2 separate regions of the Triticum aestivum genome follow, and region 2 is linked to region 1. Evidence: chromatin contacts called from public Hi-C data. All regions are on one chromosome and are shown on one strand. The core of a region is the stretch at or near the end of the contact, and the rest is flanking DNA. Distances in the headings are between cores, read along the strand shown.

What was found. Hi-C and Micro-C count contacts between places; a contact is called where the count stands out from the background.
Region 2: a contact with region 1 is called in a Hi-C map of leaf, with 2.2 times the contacts expected there. The contact joins the enhancer-like site here to the promoter of LOC123145060 in region 1. A contact is called at or near these places in 2 of 5 Hi-C or Micro-C datasets (leaf and root).

Annotation. Positions count from the first base shown.
Region 1 is chr6D:351,356,667-351,362,775 of IWGSC CS RefSeq v2.1, forward strand. It overlaps LOC123145060 (protein S-acyltransferase 10), which reads left to right and starts at 4,129. Exons shown (of 11, transcript XM_044564368.1): 1 at 4,129-4,391; 2 at 4,482-4,596; 3 at 5,152-5,226; 4 at 5,310-5,381; 5 at 5,485-5,619; 6 at 5,725-5,758. The coding sequence starts at 4,343.
Region 2 is chr6D:351,415,563-351,421,443 of IWGSC CS RefSeq v2.1, forward strand. No RefSeq gene overlaps it. Among protein-coding and RNA genes, the nearest start is that of LOC123145061, 14 kb to the left of the region's middle. Within about 2 kb of position 3,034, at least 2 of the 8 cell types and tissues checked have an H3K27ac peak or open chromatin away from gene starts, as enhancers often do. A contact at or near this core is called in leaf, where this site is marked.

The DNA of each region.
Region 1 (6,109 bases), core at 2,879-5,378:
GCCTTGGTGCAAGGGCGGACGGCGTCGGCCGCGCCGCCCGTGTCCGGCGGCGTTGAGGTCTTCTTGGGCGGACGGCGCTGCCCGGGTGGGCCAAGCAGCCTAGTGCTTGCCATGGGCCCTCGGATCGTCAGCCATCGGAACTGCAGGGCGATGGCGGGCCGACTGGAAGAAGAGAGGGTCCGACGGACCCCCTACCTGGCGCGCCAAATGTCGGATTCAGGGTTCCGCAGGCCCTTGAGAGGTTCGAACTCTGGGGTGCGTGTGAAGAACTCGTCCTCCCCAGTCTGCCCGCTCAACGATTCCAAGGCCTAGCTCAACGAACCCAAGGGACAAGAGATACAACAGTTTATCCTGGTTCGAGCCACCTTGCGGTGTAATACCCTACTCCAGCTTTGTGGTGGATTGCCTCGAAGTGCTGAGGATGAACTAGTACAGTGGTGGAACAGCCTCGGGAGGTGAGGTGTTCTTGGGCTCGATGAGCTGGTGAGGTGGTCAGGGTGGAATCGATCCGTCCCCTCTATGGTGGTGGCTAAGTCCTATTTATAGTGGCCTTGGTCCTCTTCCCAAAGGTAGGCGGGAAGGGATCCCACAACGGCCAAACTCGAAGGGAGACAACTAGTACAAGTTATCCTGACAAAAGTGGTCTTCGCCTGCAAAAGCCTCTGGTGGTGACGCTGCAATGGGCTCCGCGATGACCTCCTTCCTGTCGTCCTGGTGGTCTTGGTCTTGTTGCACCGATATGGAAACCTTTGCTTGATTCCTCGGGACCTCTCACCTGCGCTTGCCTCCTTAGCACCAAAGAGGAAACTGGTACACTGCGCCCGCTGGCGCCCGCCTAGCCTTGGTCGTCGTGGCTCACGTCATGTGACCCTCGCGAGGTGCAGCCTGCATTGATATCTCCGCTTCTCAGGAGCCAGCCTGGGAAGGCCACTCCTCATGGAGGTCTTGGTGTCATCCGCCTCGCGAGGCCTGGCCCTCGCGAGGGTCTTGAGTTGTTGTTGCTGAAGCTGGGCCGTACCAGGCCGTCGACGGAGCCACACCATGGGCCGCAGGCAGGCAAGTCTGGGCACCCCCGGTCCCAGGACGCCGACAACATAGAACAACAGGAGTGTTGTGTTTAATTTTGGAAATTTTCAGGGTTCGTTTGGACATTTTTATACATTAACTGGGTTTTCTAGGCATTTTATGTGCATAATTCAAATTTAAACTACATGCACATGCTCCAGTGCATATAAATTGGTTGAAAAATCAAATCTGTATCCTTGGTTGCATGCTTAGGTCCCATGCAAGAAATGGGAATGAATGTCAAACACCCTGCCACCGTCACTCGGCCGCAAACATTGAGATACATGGTTTTTAAATTCTAGTAAATCCAAAACTCGTCTGAAATTCATGAAACTTAGCATGCTATCATGGAGCGGCATCAACATGCCGTGATAAATTTTTTGTCCCATTTGGGGCAGGTTTGGGTATAAACTTCTCACAAACCAGAGCTTCTCACAACAAGCGTGATGGTTTCTGTAGGGAACGTGCCACCTTTGGGGACGAAACGATATCCGTTGCCTCTTATTGCTTTCAAAAAAATTCTAGTGTCAACATAGAAAAACAGGAGTGTTGTGTTAAATTTTGGAATTTTCGGGGTTCGTTTGGACATTTTTATACATTAACTGGATTTTCTAGGCATTTTATGTGAATAATTCAAATTTGAACTACATTCACATGCTCCAGTGCATATAAATTGGTTCTATTCGACGTAATCTTCTTTTGTGGTGTGTTTGTTGGGATCCGATGAATTGTGGATTTATGATTGGATTCTTCATTGAAAGTAACGGAGTCTTTTCTGAACTTTATTATGTATTATTGTTATAACTATGTAATGCTTTTCGATCTATGGGTTTTCTTTGGCCAAGTTGATTTATAGATCTTCAGTGGAAGTGTTGCATAGTAGTAGGTTCAATCTTGCGGTGTCCTCACCCAGTGATAGAAGGGGTAGCGAGGCACGTATTTGTATTGTTGCTACTAATTAAGGGGAAAATGACGGGGTTTAATCATATTGCTTGGTTTTATTCTGTCTACATTATGTCATCATACTTAATGCATTACTCTGTTTGTTATGAACCTAATATGTAGAGAGGCAAGCATAGAAGCGCTCTCGAAGTGGAGTAATAGTAGTAGATGCATGGAGGAGTCGATCCTCATGCCATGAATAACGTCATAACTATGCGATTTTCTATCAATTGCCCAAGAGTAATTTGTCTACCCACCGTATGCTATTCTTATGAGAAAGATGCCTCTAGTGAAAATTATGGCTCCCGGGTCTATTTTAATCATATTGCTAAAACAAAAAATACTTTGCTGCAATTTTATTACTTTTATTTCACTTTAAATTTTATTTATCTACTACTATCAGATTTAAACCTTGTAATTAACGAGTACAAGGGGATTGACAACCCTCTTGCCCGTGCTGGGTGCAAGCATTTGCTCTTGTGTGTATAGATATTGCTAAAGATCGTTTGCGTGAGTCTCCTATTGGTTCAATAACCTTGGTCCTCTACTGAGGGAAATACTATCCGCTACTGTATTGCTTCACCCTTTCTCTTTGGGGAAAATCCCAACGCAACTCACTAGTAGCATTACTCTGAGAGCCATGCAGATTGGCCGCTCCTGCTAGTCCTCGTGTACCGCCATCGCGCTCCATGTTCCAGTCATCTAGCCGTGCTAATAGCAAGTATAATAAGGTGACATAAGTAGGTTATAAGGTCTAAAGTATTATGTCTTTGCTTAGTTGGAGGAGAGAGAGAGAGAGAGAGCAGACTGTAGAATAAGAGCCGGCTATAACACGAGACCGAAGACACTTTGTGAGATTGTAAGGTGAGCCAATTATTAGTAAAGTACTACACATTTAGAATTTACTATTGTATACAAGCCAACTATTATGTCGACTCCAAATGACATGACAACTTCTTATAACCATGCTCTAATGTTTATACTTTTATAGCAGTCTGATCCGTATTTTTTGAAGAGTGCTCATTATTGAACTCTGGCTATACTAATGCAAATGTCGTGCAAAGCTTGATCCCGATTTGTTACGTTTTAAGTAATAAGAGCATCCCCTAAAGAAAAGTAATAAGAGCATCTCTAGAAGATCCCGTGCAAGTCCAGCGAAGTGCGTTTTCGTGGCCGTTTTACAGGAGGGGCCAAAAAAGGGCCCGAGCGGATCCACTAAAAAGGGCCCGACACGTACAACTTTTACAGGCAGCCCGTAAACTACCCTCGATTCCCCCATATATGTGGGTGCCGGGGCATTTTTGGGCTCCCGTCCCGCAATCCCCCACCCACCTCCGCCGCAAAATTCTTCTTTTGGCGACAAATGCCAACACCTCCGGTGACCTTTTGCGATGCATTTGACCGCCTGATCTTGCCGGAGATGGCTTCCACGAGTTCCGGGCATGGCAGCCGCGGTGGGCTCGACGGCTGCAAGCGGCGCAACGACGACGAGGCCGACAGCTCCTCCCTCCGTCCTCCCGTGTCGGAAAGGCGCAGGGAGCAGGCGCGCACCCACGACGCGAAGTCCCGCAGTGCCGGAGTGCGGGTCCGTCGCCTCGGGTGGCTCTTTGATCCGTCCATCCAGCGCCTCAGGGCGGTCGAGCGCGCCTGGTGGGAGGTGAAGGAGGCTGCCGCCACCGAAGATGCAGTTGCGGCCGCGCGCCTGCCGGCGCTCCGGGAGGAGTACCAACTCGCCTCAACCCTCTCTGGCACGCTCATCTACAACACCCTCCACGACAACGAGCCCCCGCCTCGCGAGGACGACTCCGGTGACGACGATGACTTCAGCGAGGAGTAGATGCTAGTATGAAGTATCTAGTCTAGTAGTTTAAGTTTGAACTACCTATCGATGTGCTTTGTGCGGAACTATCTATCTAGTTGTATGATGAACTATGCTTGTATGATCTATAACGCTAACTAGATGTTTCAAATCGAGTGCAAATCCGGCCACGTTTACCGGATCTATTCTATCGAGGAGGCCGACCTCCACAAAATTTATTTATAAGATACTGTAAACGAAATTTGCAAGACGCCGGTATACTATGCTCTGCATCTCACGTGGATGGATCCAGTTCCCAACTAACACCTTCTCGTCCTATCCCCACTTCCAGCTGGCCCCCATCCACTTCAATAAGACAACATAGTCCTGTCTGTCACGTGGCCCCCACCACCCCAACGGACCCCGCTTCTTCCTCCGGAAAACGTCGTCTCCGGAGCACCAGAGTCGCGACCGCCGGTAGCCCTCCTCACTCCCGCTTAACCATCCTCGCCGTCGGATGCGACCGCGGCGGCCCCAATGGCGTCCTCCTCCGCCGCCGAGCCAGGCGCCCGCCTCTCCGATCGGAGTACGCTCTCCCTTCGATCCCCCCTCCTCAGCTCGATTCGGTCCCGGGTGTTTGCGTCCTGATCTGGTGTTTGGGGTTTCTCTTGCGCAGCGAGGAGGTCGCCCCTGGGCCTGAGGGCCATGGTTCTCCTGATGCACGTGGTCTTCGTCGGCGCCGTCTTCCTGCTCGATTCGACCCTCGATAGGCGGATCCACGAGGAGCCGTGGTACAGTTCCCACCTTATTTTGCCCACCAGTTCAATTTTTTCTTGGTTCAGTTCCAAATTTAAGACGCGCTGTCGATTTGTTATCACTTTCTTCGTGAGGCGTTCGAAGCTTCGTTCCAGTTCTAGGTATCACTCTAATGATTGTTTCCCCTGTTTTAAATAAACCATATAATCTGGTATAATTCTACGAGGAAAGGTAGCTTTTGGGGTGCTAGCGTGCTAGTTGTCCGCGTGCCACCAGCTATGAAGCATAAATCACGCAATTCTACACAGTGATAATAACATGCCCTTCTCAGAAGTCAAAGCACTCTATTGTATATCTGAGTGGTATTTGGTAGTTTGTTGTAGTGCTGTTTTTGCTTGACTGTTTCAGCCAGAGTGTAGGCATCATGGTTATTTAGACTCTGGTCACTAGGAGAATATGTTACGCCATGATCCCCCCCCCCCCCCCCCTATTGCACTATAAATCCCTGTTCATTCTGTTCTTACTTAGGATGTGGACAGTTATCTTTTTTTGGTTGCTGAGGATCTTCATTTGGTATCATTTTATTACAGGTATATTGGAGTGTATGGTGTGCTTGTTCTGATCACCTTAGCGCAATACTTCTACACTGCTGGTTCATCTCCAGGGTATGGAATAGCCTTATTAAATTTGTTTACACATTATTGATTGAATCTCGAAGTGCCTGACTTTGGGGCTCCTGTGCCGTCAGCTATGTTATTGATGCAATGCAAGCCAGTGGTGGGATGCATGCAACCTTCATCAATACTGCCACTCTTTCAAAGTAATGTCGTAATCACCATAGCATAGAAGTGTTGACAACCTATCTGAGGTATACACTGATACTTATACTTTCTTGTGTGTGTGTTTTTGATGATTAAGAAAAGACAATCCAGTTCAAAACATGGAAGCTTAAAGTCCTCCACAAACCGGCCTGATCTAGAGAAACTTAGACCAATGTCTTCTTCATCGTCATGGTTGCATCAAATTGTGGATCTTTATCCTCCTGGGTCAAGCAACAGGTAAAGCTCGAGAATTTGTTTTTTAGGGTATATGCAGTAGTAAAATCCTTGTGTTTGCTCACTGTCATAATATTAGTTTAACATTCTTCTATATTCTCTTTGTAGGGATTGGACTTGCCAATATTGCAAAATTATCCAGGTTTTGTTTTATCTTCTCAATTTATGGTGCTAAAGCTTTCATAATTATGACATGCAAATGTTCACTACGTCCGTTGTACAAAATCATCGGATTGAACTTCACATCAAGTTTGAGTTGGTGACACGAAAAACAAGGATTTTTTTTAGCCATGAGTTATGTCCACGTACCTTTGGTTGTATTAAACTAAACTCCTTACGTCACTGGTTAAGAATCGTTAAGTGGATCTATAAGAATTCAGGCATTAGAATTATAGTTGATTGTAACGTGATACAGTTGAAGTAGTCTATTTGCAGCCTTTCCGTCATACTTTTGCTCTAAATGGTTTCATTGTATTGCCTATTAAAGACCCAT
Region 2 (5,881 bases), core at 1,784-4,283, 58 kb after region 1:
TAACAGCTCCAAAAAGATTCTAAACTTAATTGTTTGGCTCTGGAATAATTCAATTAGCTTTCACAAAAAGTTTCAGCATTATGATTTACTGCCTAAATTAAATCAGAACAGAAAACAGAAAAACACGCAAGAGAACCCCCGAATGGGCCTAATTGGATGCAGTTGGCCCATTAGTCTAGTCGGCACTTGGCTCTATGCTCTGAATTTGGCCCACAGAGGAACCTTTTTTTTACAGAAAGGCAGAGCAGAGAGCTGCATTTCATTGATCAAAAGTTTCTGAATTCCTCATTTCTTCTCCCTTTTTTCAACATATTTAAATGTTGGTCACTTCTTTTCTTTTTTTTTTCAACATTTAAACAACTTTGACCAAAATTTAAACTAGGTGAATTTCTCATACAATTTCAAGCTTACAAATTCCTCCATAATTCATGCCTTTCCATACAATTTCAACATTACAACCAGTGCGATTACCATACCTACAAATGCCCAAAAGTAATTGCAAATGGGTATTGGTATTTGTGCTTGATCTTCAAGCTTCCTAACCTTCTTCTTCAACATCCTAAGCTCAACAGCTAGCTCTCTGTCAGTGCGTGCTTCGCGCTCCATCTCTTCTTCCGGAGCTCGTGCTGTGGCTACTGCCGTTCGTGGCAGCATGCACAACCATTCTTCATGCTCTTCTTGCAGTTCATTCATCAGAGTCTTGGCCAGAGCATCGACCCAAAGAAAGAAGCATTTCACCTGCATGAACGCCAAACAGATCAACCCATTGCTCAAAGATCCCGACCACAAAAATGGTGCAATTGCCCCGATTCTTACCCCATTCTTGCTGCACACGTAGAACGGACGATTCTGGTTCCTCGGTGTGTGAGAAACCCTCCGATCAACGCCCGTCCGGCACCGCGGACAGACGAAGACAGGCATGTCCACCCGCGCCCGGCTCTGCATCCGTGAGGTGGCGCGGAAGCTTGAGGAAGACATGGAACTCGGAGCCGAAGGGGATCTCAACGCCGCCACGCCCTCCACAGCTAGCTTCCCACCGCCGCTCTCTCTCTCGTCGTGGTCACCGCCGTGCTCTCTGTCGCCGTGGTCACCGCCGCTGTCTGTCGCCCGCTTATATAGCACACCCGCAACGGCTCTCTGCTGGGTCCCACAAGCCACGCGTGCAACGGTCTGATCATCTAGGGCGTCTCTGCCGCCTGGTCCCACCTGTAAGGGCCGAGTCAAAAGGTTGACCTGACGGAGATGGCAGAGTTCACGACAAAACGAGTTGGTGCGCACAGACTAGGGGCAAAACTGAGCACGATTCGTATCTGAGGGCAAAACTGAGCACATGGACACCACTGAGGGCAAAAGAATAATTAACCCCTTTTGTTTCTATTTTGCGTGGAATGTTTTTCGGCTCTCGTAAACAAAATGTCAGCAGGAACAACAAATAAAAGGGGTGATGTTCGGGAGGGACAACCCTCACGTTACACATCTTCTATTTGCTGATAATAACATTGTTTTTATGGAAGCAGAGGAGGATAGTATGATTCATCTGAGTAGTATCTTAAGAAGTATGAGCAAGCATGAAGCATCTGGACAAAAGGTCAATCTCAATAAGTCTTCTATTTTCTTTGGTAAAGGATGTGAGGAAACATCGAAGAATGCAATGAAACAGTTAGTTGGGATTGAGTCTGAAGCTCTCGGTGAAAATACCTAGGTTTACCAAAGAAAATAGGCTTTGGTAAAACCTGGTTAGTGTTTCTCCAGCGAAGCTCTCGGAGTATTTGTGATGTTCTCTTGAACGATTTGGTCGGTAAGAGCATCTCTAGTGGATCATCTATATGGACGTGTATAGCAAATATACACGATGCGAGCTAAAAAACTGCTCCCAGCGACTCGTGTAAAAGGGCGTGTAAACATCCACGCCCAGGCCACGACGGTACGAGGCGTGAAAATATACACGAGCAAGCCACGCTCGTGAGCTCGCGAAAAGGAGACCGCTGCTTTGTCCCGCGCCCGCCCGGAGGAAGGATCGGAGGAGTTCGCCCCCAGGTCGCCGTTGCGTTTCTAATATACACATCCTAATTTACACGTTCCACTGAAAAACTGGGAGGTGTATAATTTAGCAAGGTGTATATGGACGTGTATATGGAGATATACACGTCCAAATTTACACCATCCACCAGAGATGCTCTAACTAAGTAATAAATGCAGCGTTGGACCCTAAAAAAAAGAGGATCACAAGTCTTGGTAGTGCAGGCCTCTTGACCACTGCTACTTCCAGGGCTCAACAGGCTCGTAGTACATGCGATGTTTTTGTTGTTAACTCTAAACATTCCATCACGAGTCATTGTCGCAAGGACGGCAAACTTCTCTGGTTACTTACTCTAATCAGCGCGTGGCCATATATAATAAGATATCACATATCCTAAGCAAAAGCACACATAAGTATCTACGTCAGACATAGCGATCCCTTCCTCAGATAATACAATTCGCCTCGTGGCAACTTGTCCATTCCCGGAAGCAAATTGAAACTCCGTCGCCAGCTGCATGAAAGTGGCGTCGATTCCGCTAAATGGACGGCGCAGGCCCGTTCCGACGTTCCGTGGCTTGCGTGTCTCTTCTTGCCCGAAATGCGAAAATCCGTCAGCGTGTAACCTAACCACGATGCAGGCTGCGTCGTTGAGAGGCGAGGCATGGATTTTATTTCGACAAAATCGCGTGTGATCTCGTCGAGTTTTGTGTGTGTACCTTTCAAGCGTCGCTGCTGTACAGCTGCAGCTTCAGACTATAGTTAAAATAAAACAGTCCAGCAGGGCCTGAGCGCACGTCCAGAGTAGTATTGCACGACTGGACAACTGCAAATTCCGGGTGCTGTATGAAAGATTTTAAAACGGGTGGTACGCGGCCACATGTGGCCAGCAGATTTCAACGGGCCACTCGCTCAGAAAAAAAAAGATTTCAACGGGCCACGGACGAACACACGAGGGATGGACTGGATCAGGCAGATTCCGGATCCGCCCGGATCCCCGGACGTGGCCATCGAGGCGTCGAATAGCTGGCGCTCCGCTCGCGCCTCGCGGCGTGCTCCGACACGCGCTCGCACGAAGCATCCGTCACCGTAGTCGGCTTCTTGCTCTCCTTCCTCCGTGCGGGTCAGCGTTCGGCGACGCCGCGATGCGAAGGAAGCTGCGAGGCGGAGCGCGTTGCCGTGGCGTCGGGATACGAAAATGCGACCGTGCAGGGCTGCTGGTTGGGTGGGTACCCGACCGGATGCTCCCGAGTTCCCCTGGGCGTAGACAGACTCCTCCGGTCTTCGTGTGGCAAACTAAATTTACGAGCTATGGCAAATTAGAGCATCTACTACTACTTTCGTCCTAATTTATTAGTCCCTTCGCATTTTGACCTTAAATGATTCCCATTGCAAATTAAACTTTGTCAATGATTCCCATTGCATCACCGGGTATGTCTCGCCCAAAGAGGGGACGCCATGGTGGTTAACAGTAGTCTATGGGCCGCAGAAGGACGATCACAAGATCAACTTCTTGAATGAGTTGTCGGAGCGCAGATCGCTCAGCCCAGGACCATGGCTAGTCATTGGCGACTTCACTCTTATACTATACGCAGCAGACAAAAATAACTCCAATTTGGATCGGAGAATGATGGGGAAGTTCAAACATTTTGTGGACAATAACGCGCTTAAGGAACTCTTCTTGCATGGGCGTAAATTCACGTGGAGCAACGAAAGGGAGATGCCCATGCTCACTAAGATAGATCGTGTGTTTGTCTCCGTGGATTGAGAACTAGAACACCCGGATTGCTTGCTGCAAGCCTTATCTACCGAGTACTTGGACCATTGTCCGCTACACCTCACGCTACAAGAGCCTATGCATGCTAGGAGGAGGTTCCGTTTTGAGAAATTCTAGGTCAAAATGGACGGTTTTTTGGACGTCGTCAAGGAGGCTTGGACATGTGATCCGGATATCACAGACCCCTTCATGCGTCTAGATATCATGCTTCGAAACACGGCCAGAGCAGTCGCCGCATGTGGTCAAAAGGAGATAGGAAATATCAAGTTGCAAATTGCCATTGCTAATATAGTCATCATGCGGTTCGACTGTGCTCAGGAAAACCGTATTCTTACGGAGGAGGAGAGATGGCTTAGAAGAACCCTTAAACAGCCTGTGCTAGGGCTGGCATCCTGTAGCGCCCAAGATGCGATTCTATCACAATCACATGATGAATTCATGATTGGGGCACAATCGCATTTCGAGCGCATAGCAAGATGGATATCATTACAACATACCATGTACTGAATAGATGAGAATACAAGGTAAAGGCTTATACTCGCCACAAGCTACAACATGAATACAACAGTACATCAATACACAAAAGAGCAGGATCCGACTACGGATGAAATCAAACAAAAAAGAAGAACACTATCCACCCTGCTAATCGTAGGCTCCCCGACCCGGAACCTATCCCTTGATTGAAGAAGGAGAACTCCAAACAAGCAAGCATCGCACTCGCGTCGGACCATCGCATTACCTGTACATGCTGTCATTGTAGTAATCTGTGAGCTACGAGGACTCATCAATCCCATTACCATGGGTATCAAGACTAGCAAAGCTTAGTGGGTATGGAATGTATAAGTGGTGAGGTTGCAGCAATCACTAAGCATTGTATGGTGGCTAACTTACAAGTACAAGAATAAGATGAGAAACTACGCAACGGTCGCAAACTAGTAATGATCAAGAAGTGATCCTGAACTACTTATGTTCAAACATAACTCAACCGTGTTCTCTTCTCGAACGCACCCGAAAAGAGACAGTCACGGTTACGCACGCGATTGGTGTATTTTAATAGAGTTTAGTTTAAGTCCACTACAACCGGATATTAACAAATTCCCATCTGCCACATAACCGCGGGCACGGCTCTCGAAAGTTTAAACCCTACAGGTGTGTCCCAACTTAGCCCATGACAAGCTCACGATCCGCGGAGACAGTCCTCCATCGCGGGAACCTCCGATCAGACTCGGAATCCCGATGCACAAGACATTTCGACAATGGTAAAACAAATCCAGCAAGACCTTTCGGCGTGCCGACACCCTGATAGTAGCCGTGCGTATCTCGTTTCAAGCCACGACCGGATGAGCGACGCGTACAGGTGCCAAAATAACCTAGGTTGCCTTGGGGCGGCCCCTCATAGTGCTCTAGTTTGGACCAACACTCATGAGGAGCACTGGCCCGGGGGTTGATTAAGTCCTCGGGGTCCGGAAAGTCCCTATGCAAGTTTTAGTTGTTATTAGGTAAATGGAAAACCAATGTTGGGCCTTGCTGGAAGAGTTTTATTCAAAGCGAACTGTCAAGAGGAGCCCATAAACCCTCACTGTGTTAGGGGCGCAAAATTAAGGAACATAACACCGGTATGATGGAAACTAGGGCGAAAAGAGTGGAACAAAACACCAGGCATAAGGCCGAGCCTTCCACCCTTTACCAAGTATATAGATGCATTAATTAAATAAGAGATATTGTGATATCCCATGATATCCATGATATCCATGTCCCAACATGGAACAACATGCAACTGCACCTGCAAGTAGCAACGCTATAAGAGGGGCTGAGCGAAGCGGTAACATAGCCAAACAACGGTTTGCTAGGATGGTGGAAAAGGTTAGAGGCTATCATGGAAATTTAGGAGGCTTGATCAACAAGTGGTAGGTAGCGCGACATAGTGATAGCATCGAGACAACTAGCATAGCAAATATAGTAGTGAGATCCAAGGTGAGGGTCATCTTGCCTGAAATCCCGCTAGGAAGAAGATCGAGTCCATGAAGTAGACGAACCAACATAGTCGAATGGATCCTCACAATCGCAACGTAACCGGAACTATCGAG